Regions from separate parts of the Oryctolagus cuniculus genome. Here region 1 is linked to region 2. Evidence: chromatin contacts called from public Micro-C data. All regions are on one chromosome and are shown on one strand. The core of a region is the stretch at or near the end of the contact, and the rest is flanking DNA. Distances in the headings are between cores, read along the strand shown.

Region 1 (5,450 bases), core at 882-3,381, 140 kb after region 2:
TTTATTAAATCCCTTAGTCTACAAAAAACAGTCCTCTGAAGATGAGTGTAATTTACACCTAAAGATAGGACTAAAATGTGCTAGCAGCAACATGCAAGCCAATTTGATCCCAGAGTTTTTATTTGCTTTTTTATGTGTAGCTAACACTACCACGTTTATAGTGTATTTATAACTAACAAAACCACTGCAATAAGCACCAGTGTTCTACCTCTTCATGTTCTCCAAATAAGCTAAAAGAAAAGGGAGAATTTAAAAAGGCCTTGAAATCCTTCCAGGTATGCGCTCAAAACCTCTCAAACCACCCACGCACCAACAACTTGTCTTTTTCTTATTGACTGATAATTCCTCAAAGACAGAGGAATGGATACTGATAAATCCTGTAGGCTATTGGTCAGGGGTTCTCAAAAATTACCGTGCCCCAGAATCACCTGCAAGGCTGTTTAAAACACATGCTGCTAGAAACCACACCTAGAGTTTCTGAAAAGGTAGACCTAGGAAAGGACCTGAGGAAATTCATTTCCAGTAAGTTCCTAGGCAATGCTGATGCTGCTGATCACACTTTGACAAACATGAGACTAGGGCATTTCCACAACAATCCTTGATTCCAAGTATCCTGCTGAATCTCCAAGGAAACAGCACAGAGATAATGTTAATAGAACTTCAAAGCCAGTTTCCTTCAGTTGACAAAGACATATGGAAAAAAAATGCATTTTTATTACTACAGAATCTTAGCTGTCTGAATTATCCTGATCCATTCATTTACAACCCCAAGCCCATCCATCACAGATCGAGCAACACTTTTTCTCTAACTTTTCTCCTAGTATACAATAACTTAGCAAAATGGATAACATATAATAAAGCCTACATATCTTGCAATTCCAGTTACTAGAACACAGCAGAGGAATGAGATTAAAATTGTCAAGGGATATTATCTGGGGTAAACGGCTGACGTTAAGTGAAATACCAAAGCTTCTTCATCCTACTCGCCTCTTAGAGAATAAAGCAGAAAAATCTAAGCGGTAAGAGAAAAAGCTCTGAAATCTATCTGGCTGTCACTAAGCTGCAGCGATTAGACGAGAAAGTGCTAGCTGTCCGTTACCCTCGCCACTGATGGTCCTGCCATCAGGTGACCACGGACTTTTCCCCACCAGAACAAGTGCAGAGGTGTTTGGGGTTCTGTGCTAAGAGGGCAATTCCGACAGCTGTTGATTCATTTGTCTGCCACGACTCAGTTTCTGAACAGCCTGCTGTTGCTATCCAAGCCATCGCAGTCGAGCCCACAAGTTTATGAACTGCATGCAAAGTGCTACTCAGCGAGGCGGCCAGTTGTAGGGAAGGGTTTCCCAAAGAAAACAAACTAGGAACAGCACTAGATGATGGCAGCGGTTCTCTCTGCAGATGAGATGGCGGGTGATTTAGTATTTTTCTACTTTTGACTTTTCAACAAAGAGTGTTTACCTCTCCTTTATAACCAGAAAAGGCAAAGTTTGTGTTTTGCGGAGATGCGAATTTTAAAGGACGCGCATGTTGTCTTCCAGCCCCTTCTGCTGCTCCAGAACTTGTTTACTCTCTCTACAAATATACCTCGTCTCAGCTCCGTGAGCTCCACGGCCCTCGGTCGCCCAATTTCGGGTGCACAGCCCTTTCCCGGCTGCGAAGATGGGAGCAAGGGCTCGCTAACCTTCGCTCGGCGCAGGACCCAACACAGGCCCCCAGGGCCCAGCCGGCACCAGAACACCCACCTGGACGGGGGCTTCAGGTTGTTCTTCCGGAGGAACTCCTCCTCGTAGCGGAGCAGCTTCAGCTTCTCCACCAAGTCCTCCATCACCAGGAACATGTGGTAGGCGGCGCCGGGGCCCCGCTCCACGACCACCTCCCCGGCTCCTTCGCCGCGAGACCGAGACCCCCCATCCTCTAAACCCGACGGCGTAACCACTGCCGCGGCAGCAGCCATCGCGGAAGAAACCGTAGGAGCCCGCCTTGGGCTCTGCCTCGCAGACCTCCGCGGCCTGCGCCGCCTGCGCCGCCTGCGCCGCCTTAGCCAGGACGGTCGCGATCCGTTACCAGGCGACCGCCGGGCAACCCATCACCAAGGAAACTAGACCCCGCCTCCTTTCCGCCGCCATGTCTTTTCTACATTCTCTCCAACCAGGGTAGACTTCCTGGGAAACGTCACTGTGACCCGCCCCCTTTCCCGCCTCTGCGGGCTAGGAGCTGGGAAGCCGCCCCGCCCCTCTTGGGGGCGTGGCGGAAGAGGCTGCAGGCTGGAGGCCCGGCTCTGCCCGCGCTGCTTTGCTTGTCTGCTGTTAGCAGGCAAGCGGCTTCGTGGATCCGGTGGTTACTGGAGGAGCTGGTGGTAAATTAGAGAGGAGGAAGACGCTCAGTGTTGACTGCGGCGAGCACACTGACACTTCTTGAAATCTTCTCAAAATTGACAATTTTCCTAGTTGTAAAGATAGGTGATATTACAGGGTTCACTTTGCCTTGGGAACTTCTCAGCGCGAAGCTTTCCTTTTAAAAACCGTTCTCCTCAGGCAACGCTGTATTTACTGGTTTATTAGAAGGCCCCGCCATGACTCCAGGGCTAGGAAAGTGGTGGGGAGGAAAGCAGGATGACCACAAATGAGGCACTGAGGAGGATTCCTGCCTCCAAACAGGAATACTAAACTCACATCCTGCGGCTTAATTCGTCTCAGGCCCATTCCATGTGAAACTTGTCGGGTACCTTGTTAAATCCAACAAAATAAAGATGGTCTTGGGAGGACTTTCCCTGCGCTGTAGCTCTGTGTGGCTAAAGATTGGGTGTTACTGCTACAGTCTGCAGCTGTTGACCTAGAAAAGGCAAGAAAGGGAACATAACTGCCCAGAGTTGCGGCCCAGCTTTGCAGTTCTCAGAAGGCTTGTGTGTCAAGCAAGTTTCCTAACAGCTACATAAGGAGTGAGGTAAGTGGAGGATGTCTGGCTGGTTTCCTGGCAGAAGAGAACCTAAGGCAAGAGTTTGAACATGTGCTTGTTTATAAGGGGTCTCTGATCTCTTATACCTGCCACTAAATAATATAGATGTAGAAGAATTTTTTTTGGAATAACAAACTTGAAGTATACCTGTAATATCTTTGTGGTTTGTCTAGAAAAATGAGAACGGTGCATTTTTCATTTGGACCGGTCTACAGCTAACTCATTTCTGATACTAACAAAGGTATCAAAGTGAAAAGACAGAAAGCCAAAGACCGTTTTCTGTTCATCAAAGAAAACACATAAAGTTACTGATTGATGTAGCAAATAACCTAAAGGGATAGCCCACGAATTACTTTTTAAATAAATGACATTGTTTGCCTGCTAGAAGTCATTAGCCAGATGCTTTTAATAAAGATGAATGGGAAAATTGGGTTTGATTCTGCTCTCCGCTTAATTGTTCCTTTTCCTAGCCTTCAGAAAGCAGTGATTCTCCTTCATACACCACATGTGTGGGTTGGGATTATTGTGATACCTCTGCATAACTTTCAAAGTATGAAAGATGTGTTGCTTTTTAGAAAAGAAAAAAGAGGAAAGCTCAAATATATGTTTGGGGGTATTTGGTTAATGGACAAGCTACCTGTGGCTTTTAAATGAAGCTCAAAAAGCTCCCTACATTTACAGATGAATTGGTTACACCCAGGGAGATGTTCAAGCAGAAGGTGCTGCCTGCCTACCGCCTTCTGACATCTCCAGGAAGTGACATAACACAGAGTAAGAAGTGGTCAGGCTTCACTCTTTGGATGACAAGTAACCCTCCAACAACATATGTGTTATAACTTGGGGAGAAATAAAATGCCCCAGAACTTAACTCTTTCTTTCCCAGATGAAATACCAACACAGTTTGGCACAGAAGCAGTATAAAGAATGTCCCCTACCCTCTATGAAGAAGAAAATGTGACTAAAATATAAAGTGTTCCCAGTGACTCTGGCACAAAGAAAATGAAAGAAAAGCTGCCTGTTCAACATTGCATGTTTCCCAAAGGGAAACATGAGAAAGAGTGCTGAAATGTCAGTATTTTTTATAAGGCCCAGGGATTATTTTTAAAGATTTATTTATTTACTTGACAGGCAGAGCAACAGAGAGAGAGAGCTTCCATCTTCTGGTTCAGTCCTCCAAATGGCTGCAACAGCCAGATCTGATCTAGGCTGAAGCCAGGAGTCAGGCACTCCACCTGGGTCTCCCACATGGGTGTCAGGGTCACAAGTACTTGTGCCATCACTTTCCAAGTACATTAGCAGGAAGCTGGATCAGAAGCAGAGCAGCCAGGACTCCAATATGGAATGCTGGCATTGCAAGGGGTGGCTTAACTCGCTATGTCACTACTCAGGCCTCTCCAAGGATCATTCTTGCTGATTCCTTGTTTGCCTGTAATAGTTGGTAACATATCCATAGACAGGACTTTTTATTTTTTCATGGAAATAGTTTCTTTCATGTGTGGAAGAATGCACAATCAAATCCTGTTTTGTGCCAGGCACTTGGAAGCTTTGGACTACATTTGGATGTTTTTAGTTTTTTTTGCAGGACTAACTCATGCATTCACTATGGAGTTAGATCTGAAAGACATGTGTTCATACATCTTATGAAGAATCTTTAAAAGTTTATCCCTGGCTCTACTGTATTGAGTACTATTATCGTGACTTTTATTTCTTGAAAACTCTCAGTGAAATGATTGAGGTACTGTTTTGAGACCCTTAAGGTTTTTCTGCAGATAGATCAATCTCTGAGAACTAAGCAGAATGTCAGTCAAAGCTGATCTAAGCTAAATGGATATTCTTGAAAAGTGCTTAGCAAACTGGAGGTGAAAAGGAGGCAGGTTGAAGACGCAGGAGGGCTTTCCAGCTGCATCTCCCAGTATAAAAGCAAATCTTCCAAGAAGACTAGACATTTAGATATGGCTTGTTCCACCAAAGCTCTCGTTAAGGCTTGATATTGAAGGAAGCAGTGTTGGGGGAGCAGGGTCTAGTGGTTGGTGTTTGGGTCTGGGATGAAATTCATGAATGGAGTAATGCTTTTCTCATAGGAATGGACTGGCTATCGTGAGAGTTGGCCCATTTTTCTCTTTTACACACACCCACTTCTCTTTCTCTTTCTGCCATGAGGAAGCCGCTTTTCATCACAAGCTGAGCAGATGCCAGTGCCATGATCAAAATAAACCTCTTTTCGTTATAAATTACCCAGTCTGACATATTATAGCAACAGAAAATGGACTATGGCAGCTGGTCTGGGTTATAAGTGGCTTACTTCCACTGATTTGGGATGTTAAAATCTGGGGAAACCTTTAATTAAATTAAACTTCCTCAAAACTATAAGGGAGAAAAAGCTTTTCTTCTACCCTCCTGGATTCTGTGGCTGTGCCTGAGAATTAACACTGATATAAGGTGGTTTAACATACGAAAAGCTCAGAAATTTTATCTGGTATTTTTTCATGTACCCA
Region 2 (5,095 bases), core at 199-2,698:
TACAAGCTCCAACCTCCCAGGAGGCTTAGGGAGGGGAAAAGTGGTGCGCAGGCATCTGGGAAACAGCTCCAAGCCAAGGTCCTCTGTGAATGGCACATAGAGCCTAATCAATTTGAAATCGAATTAACTCAGCATTCTAGGATAAACGTAGCAATCGCTGTTTCCTGGTACTCATACTCGATTCTGAATCTTATAAAAAGTTCACAAAAGGCTCCATAGATACCAGGGGTGACAGACAGTGCAGACTCATGAAAATTTCTATTGCCTCTTCAGTTTTTATAATAGAAGCACAGGTTTGAAAAGGAAAAGAGAAAGAAAAAAAAAAAAAAGGCGAAATGGATTCCAGAAGCTCTGGGGGCAAGGGGCAAAATCGTTCCAGTGTGGAAAGACGTCAAATCCCACACTGCGGCATGTGTGTTTTTACTTGAGATTCCCATGTTCATATTTCAGGCAAAATAGGGGTAACTTTCAAACGGCTGCCCAAATAGAGAGGGGGAACTCCAAGGTACTATTTGGAATGTGGCTTTAACAGCGGCTGATGGGGCGTAGGGAGTCACGAGAAAGGAAAGAGTTTCGAGGAAGCTTATTTTTAGGATTGAAAACAACAACAGAAAATACACGGCCAGAAGATAGATTTCTCCTGATTCAACGCCGCGATGGAAATGAAAACTTGAGCGCGTCCTCTGCGTCCCCTTCGCTCCTGCGTGCGTGTGGGAGGACGAACAGCACCCACCCCGACCCGGCCACTTGGCCAGAATGCGCGCTTCCCCCTCCGGAGGCCCGGCCCTCCCACTCTGCCTCCTTCAATCCCCGGAGCATCCACGCACCGAGCCCGGAGCGGGTGCGAAGCCGCGGGTCCCTGACAGCGGCCACCCCCTCGCCTCCGACGGCGCCCTCCGCTTCTTCACAGCTGCGCTGGGCGAGGTGCGCGGTTCGGAGTCGTGCTCGGTGCGTGCTTTCGGAGGTGGCGAGCGGGGGGAAGGAGACGAGCCCCGCTCTCGCCCACGGGGAGGGGAAGACCAGGAAAAGGAGGCAGGGGAGGAAGGAGGGGGCGCTCCCGCGTCCGCACTCCTGGCGCGCAGGGCCCGCGCCCCGGCCACCCTCGGCGGGCTCCCCGGGGCGGCCCGAGCGCAGCCCCCACGCTTGCGGGGGCGCCCGCGGGGGCGCAGAGACTCAAGCCAGGGCTGGGAGCCAGGAGCTACTCACCGCAGCACGCCGAGCCCAGCAACAGCGCCGCCACCAAAGGCCACATCGCCGCGCCGCCGGGGGTCGCCGCCGCCGCAGGTGTCTGGAGAAGCCGCTGCCGCCTCCTTGCAGGCGAGGTGGGCAACAGCCACACAGCAAGGACCGGCCGCCCAGGCAGCCTTTGGCGGCGCGCACGCTCGCTCCCGCCGCTGCCACCGCTCCCCCGCCCGCCCGGGCCGCGCACGCGCACTCCGCCCCGCCCGTCCCACTCGTAGCTTCAGTCCCGGCTCCCGCCACGCCGTAGCCCAGAGCCCGCTTTAGGGCGTGGCGCGCGGGGCTGGGCAGGTCGCGTCGCGCCGCCCCTGCCGCCCCGCCCGGTTCCCTGGTGTTGTTCAGCCTTCACCGGCTTCTCCCTGCCGGCCTCCACACACAGTCCCGGGCCCATTGTCCGCCCTCCTAGCATCACTGCCGCCTTCGCGCTTCGCGGACCGCTGGGCGCTCCGCACCGCGACCTCGCAGCCGCACGCAGCTCCGCACCAGCCCTGGCCTCTCTCTGCGGCCCGAAGTCTGTCTGCGCGCGTCCCTCGGCCGCGTTCTCCATTCTCGGCCGCACTCAGTTCCCTCTAAAAGCTGCCGCCGCGCCCAGGGCGCACCCCTGCGTGGGGACGTCGCACCCCCAGCCCGCGGTCAGTGAGCCCCAGGGCACCGCCCCTGAGGTCGGGACCCTGCCAGCGGGAGCTGCCGCCCTCTTGTCCCCCGTGGACTCTGCTCGCTCTCCTGGCCACTCTTCCCTCTTTCTCACTTTGTTCGTGTTTTTATCCTCAGCGTAGGGTTAGCCGAGCAAGTTGCATTCTCTGGTGATAAACATTTTACAATGGGATGAATAAGGACATGCGTACCAGCGGTGTCACCGAGCCTGGCTTCCAAAGGCAACACGTGCAGGCCTGTGCGCTGTTTGGCTATTGCCTGCTTGAAAAACGGCTTCAGAATGTGGCTGCAAGTCACAAGATGGACAATGCCTTTGAATAGAACACTGAATCACCCAGACCACATCCTTCATCCTGGAGCGAAAGCCCTTTCAAGCTACCTTTAACATTTATCCTGAATGATGAACTCCCTTGTCAAAAAGTCAGGCTCTGGCGGCTGCCCTAATGGGGTGCGTATCATGTCCACTCCCTTGACTGTTTTTCTTACCCGCTAGAAAAGAAAGCAGTTTCTCACTACAACATCTCCCTTCCCCAAACCCTGTGCCCAGAGCGTCTCTTCCCAAGCATCCCATCTCCACAGTCATAAAATTCAGGAAGTAAAATCGCCACGTCTGGGATACCTTGTAGTAGGGTATTGGATACTCTGTAACTTTTTACTGTAAATGTATTTTTGTGTGGGCCGCGTGCCCACAGCATTAGTTCTTCAAAATCAGAGAGGGGGGAGAGCAGCGCACACGCACACTTTAAGTATTCCCTCCTCCCAGACACTGCATTCAACTGGACAAACGGAAGGGATCTTCTACGTGTTGATGTGGCTTGAGGCAAGCGGTACTCTGTTAAAAATTGATTTTTTTAATGATTGAAAAAGCAAAAAAACAATTATCTAGCAGACATCCCAGTAAAACAATGGTTAATAATTGTGCTGGTAATGATTTGAATGGCTGCCTTGCCACCCTGAGGCTACCAAAGGGACTGATCGATTCTCCTCCAACTGCTGCTTACATGGATACAAAAGAATCATCCACCAGACTTTGAGCATTAGGGACACTGTGTTTCCCAGAGCAGCTGGTTGGCTAAATAAGGCTGTCAGCTGTCCCTTTAACCAACCAACCCCCCCAAAAACTGAAGAGTGCCTGAAAAGGCCTGGCCCCAACTTTCAGGGGTAGAGATACCCAGTAGAGTTCTGTTCTACAGGGGAGCGACTGAAGCTCTGTACTTCATATCTTTATGTATGCACAGTGGAATAGGCCCCCTGTGTGACCAGCACCACTCCTCAGAGTAATCTGTCTGAAGTATGCCTTGGTGATGGGGCAAGAGGAGGCCTAATCCAGGAGGGGTGACCCACAGCAACCTGCCTGCATTTAGATATCTTCTCTCTTAGGCAACCCAGGTTCATTTCTCCAGTATGTAACCACCTAAAAGTTTTCCCTCCTCACTTTCCCAAGCGTTTTGATTTGGAATTTGAGCCTGTCCTATCGTTGGTAAGGAATTTCTTCAGAGGAGGCAAGAGAGGCTCCTCCATATAAGTTTTGAACAGAAGTAGTGCACATTAGCCGTATTTCCTATATTACTCTCCATAACAGCCTTGCAAAAGTAAGTACTACGGCCCCCATTTTAGAGATGGGACAGTAAAAGAGAAGAGGCATATGAGCACTTAGCCCAGGGTTTCCTGTGAGGCTGCTCCCTCAGTCTGTATCTCACTCTCCCATGTGCTTTTCTCCTTACCCCAAGACAGCAGTGTTATTGTCATTTTCTCTTTAGAGATGAACACACTGACATCCCCAGACAAGCACATCGTCTTTATAGTTGAGGAAAGTGAGGTGTGCTCACAAACTCAGAGAGGAGGCCACCGTTAGACCACCCTCTACTTGACTCCAAGGCCAGTGAAAATGTTCACAGCTTCCTTTCTCAGCTCATGACCAATTCCCCGTTCCCCAACAGCTGTCTCAGCCATACATCTACTTTATCTTCCTCCAATATGTATGCCCATATCCTGCCATATAGTAGATACTGATATGATGTGGCTGAAAATTTTATATAGACACCAATGTGTCCTTGTGATTTTTCACTCCTCAGACACTTTTTTACCCATATTTGGTGTGTTATTCATTGGCATCAAAGACACAGTACTGTCCACTGGTACTCCTGAGACTTGGGTAAGACCTTTGTGTGCCCAACTAGACAAGGCTGTGCTGTGCACAGGACCAGATGCATCTTTCTACAGAGATGGACCTGCATCCAAGGATCCCACACATCTAAAGCTCAAAGTAATGCCAGTAGGTGTCCTTTCTCTGTGTTTTAGCCTTGCTTAATGTATGTTAGTTGATGTATTGAAATTCTCCATTTTTATGGTTATCTTCCTGTTTAATAGTTACTCCTTTCTAGACTGTAAGCTCAGTGACAGGAAACACCTTATGAGTCTTGTTCACTGTTGGCCCCACTGCCTGGCACTTGGTAGCTGCTCAAAAAATGGTTGTCAAATGGGTGGATGAAGGAAGCAAGCTAGGAAGAGAAGGGTAAATAGACATTTCCAGGCTAAGGGGGGTATCCTCCATCAGAGTATGGCAAAGTACCCAACATAAAAAAGTGTTTCATAGCATCTGCCAATTCAATTATTGAACTAATCTTGTAGTTCATTTGACATTAGAGGTTCTCAGTATCATTAAGTTAATAGATTTGGATTATCTGTCAACAGTTGGTCACAGTTCATGATTGTCTCTTGTTATGGTATTTGAATAATTTTTCAGTGAAGACGCTTATATTTTTTAACACTTCTAGCCAATGTGATCCAAGCTAACTTCTGTTGTATGGTCAGGCGCTTTACCTTAGCAACACTGGATTATTCCATGTCCGGACTGTACTATATTCAGACTTTTGTGCTTCAATCATGCTATTCCCTCTGCTTCAGATGTTTTACACGTATTTTCTTCTTTTCTCCTCAACCCCACGAATCCTAATACATCCTTCAAAGCTGAGTTCAAATATTGTGTCAATCCTTTCTCAATCCTGCTTTTCCTCTCTCCCATAACCCTCTGCTGCTGTGCGGGTCTGTTTACCTCTCAGTGACACTTTGTTCATGATGCTAATAAAATGTGTCAGTAGGTATTTGTTTCTGTATTTCTATCTGCTATTCTATCGTGTTAGCTTGGAGAAAATAAAAGCTTTTCTAGTTACATGTGTATGTCTGTATTAGCAGAGTTTTC

Evidence for each region. A called contact is a pair of places that touch in the nucleus more often than the background predicts.
Region 1: a contact with region 2 is called in a Micro-C map of ear pinna, with 4 times the contacts expected there. The contact joins the promoter of IFT57 here to the promoter of LOC100355470 in region 2. A contact is called at or near these places in 3 of 6 Hi-C or Micro-C datasets (ear pinna, skin fibroblasts and an unstated tissue).

Annotation. Positions count from the first base shown.
Region 1 is chr4:63,463,181-63,468,630 of mOryCun1.1, forward strand. It overlaps IFT57 (intraflagellar transport 57), which reads right to left and starts at 2,132. Exons shown (of 11, transcript XM_002716719.5): 1 at 1,743-2,132. The coding sequence starts at 1,954. LOC103350624 (HHLA2 member of B7 family) reads left to right here and starts at 2,230. Exons shown (of 3, transcript XR_011387860.1): 1 at 2,230-2,943.
Region 2 is chr4:63,320,959-63,326,053 of mOryCun1.1, forward strand. It overlaps LOC100355470 (leukocyte surface antigen CD47), which reads right to left and starts at 1,449. Exons shown (of 11, transcript XM_008266998.4): 1 at 1,207-1,449. The coding sequence starts at 1,252.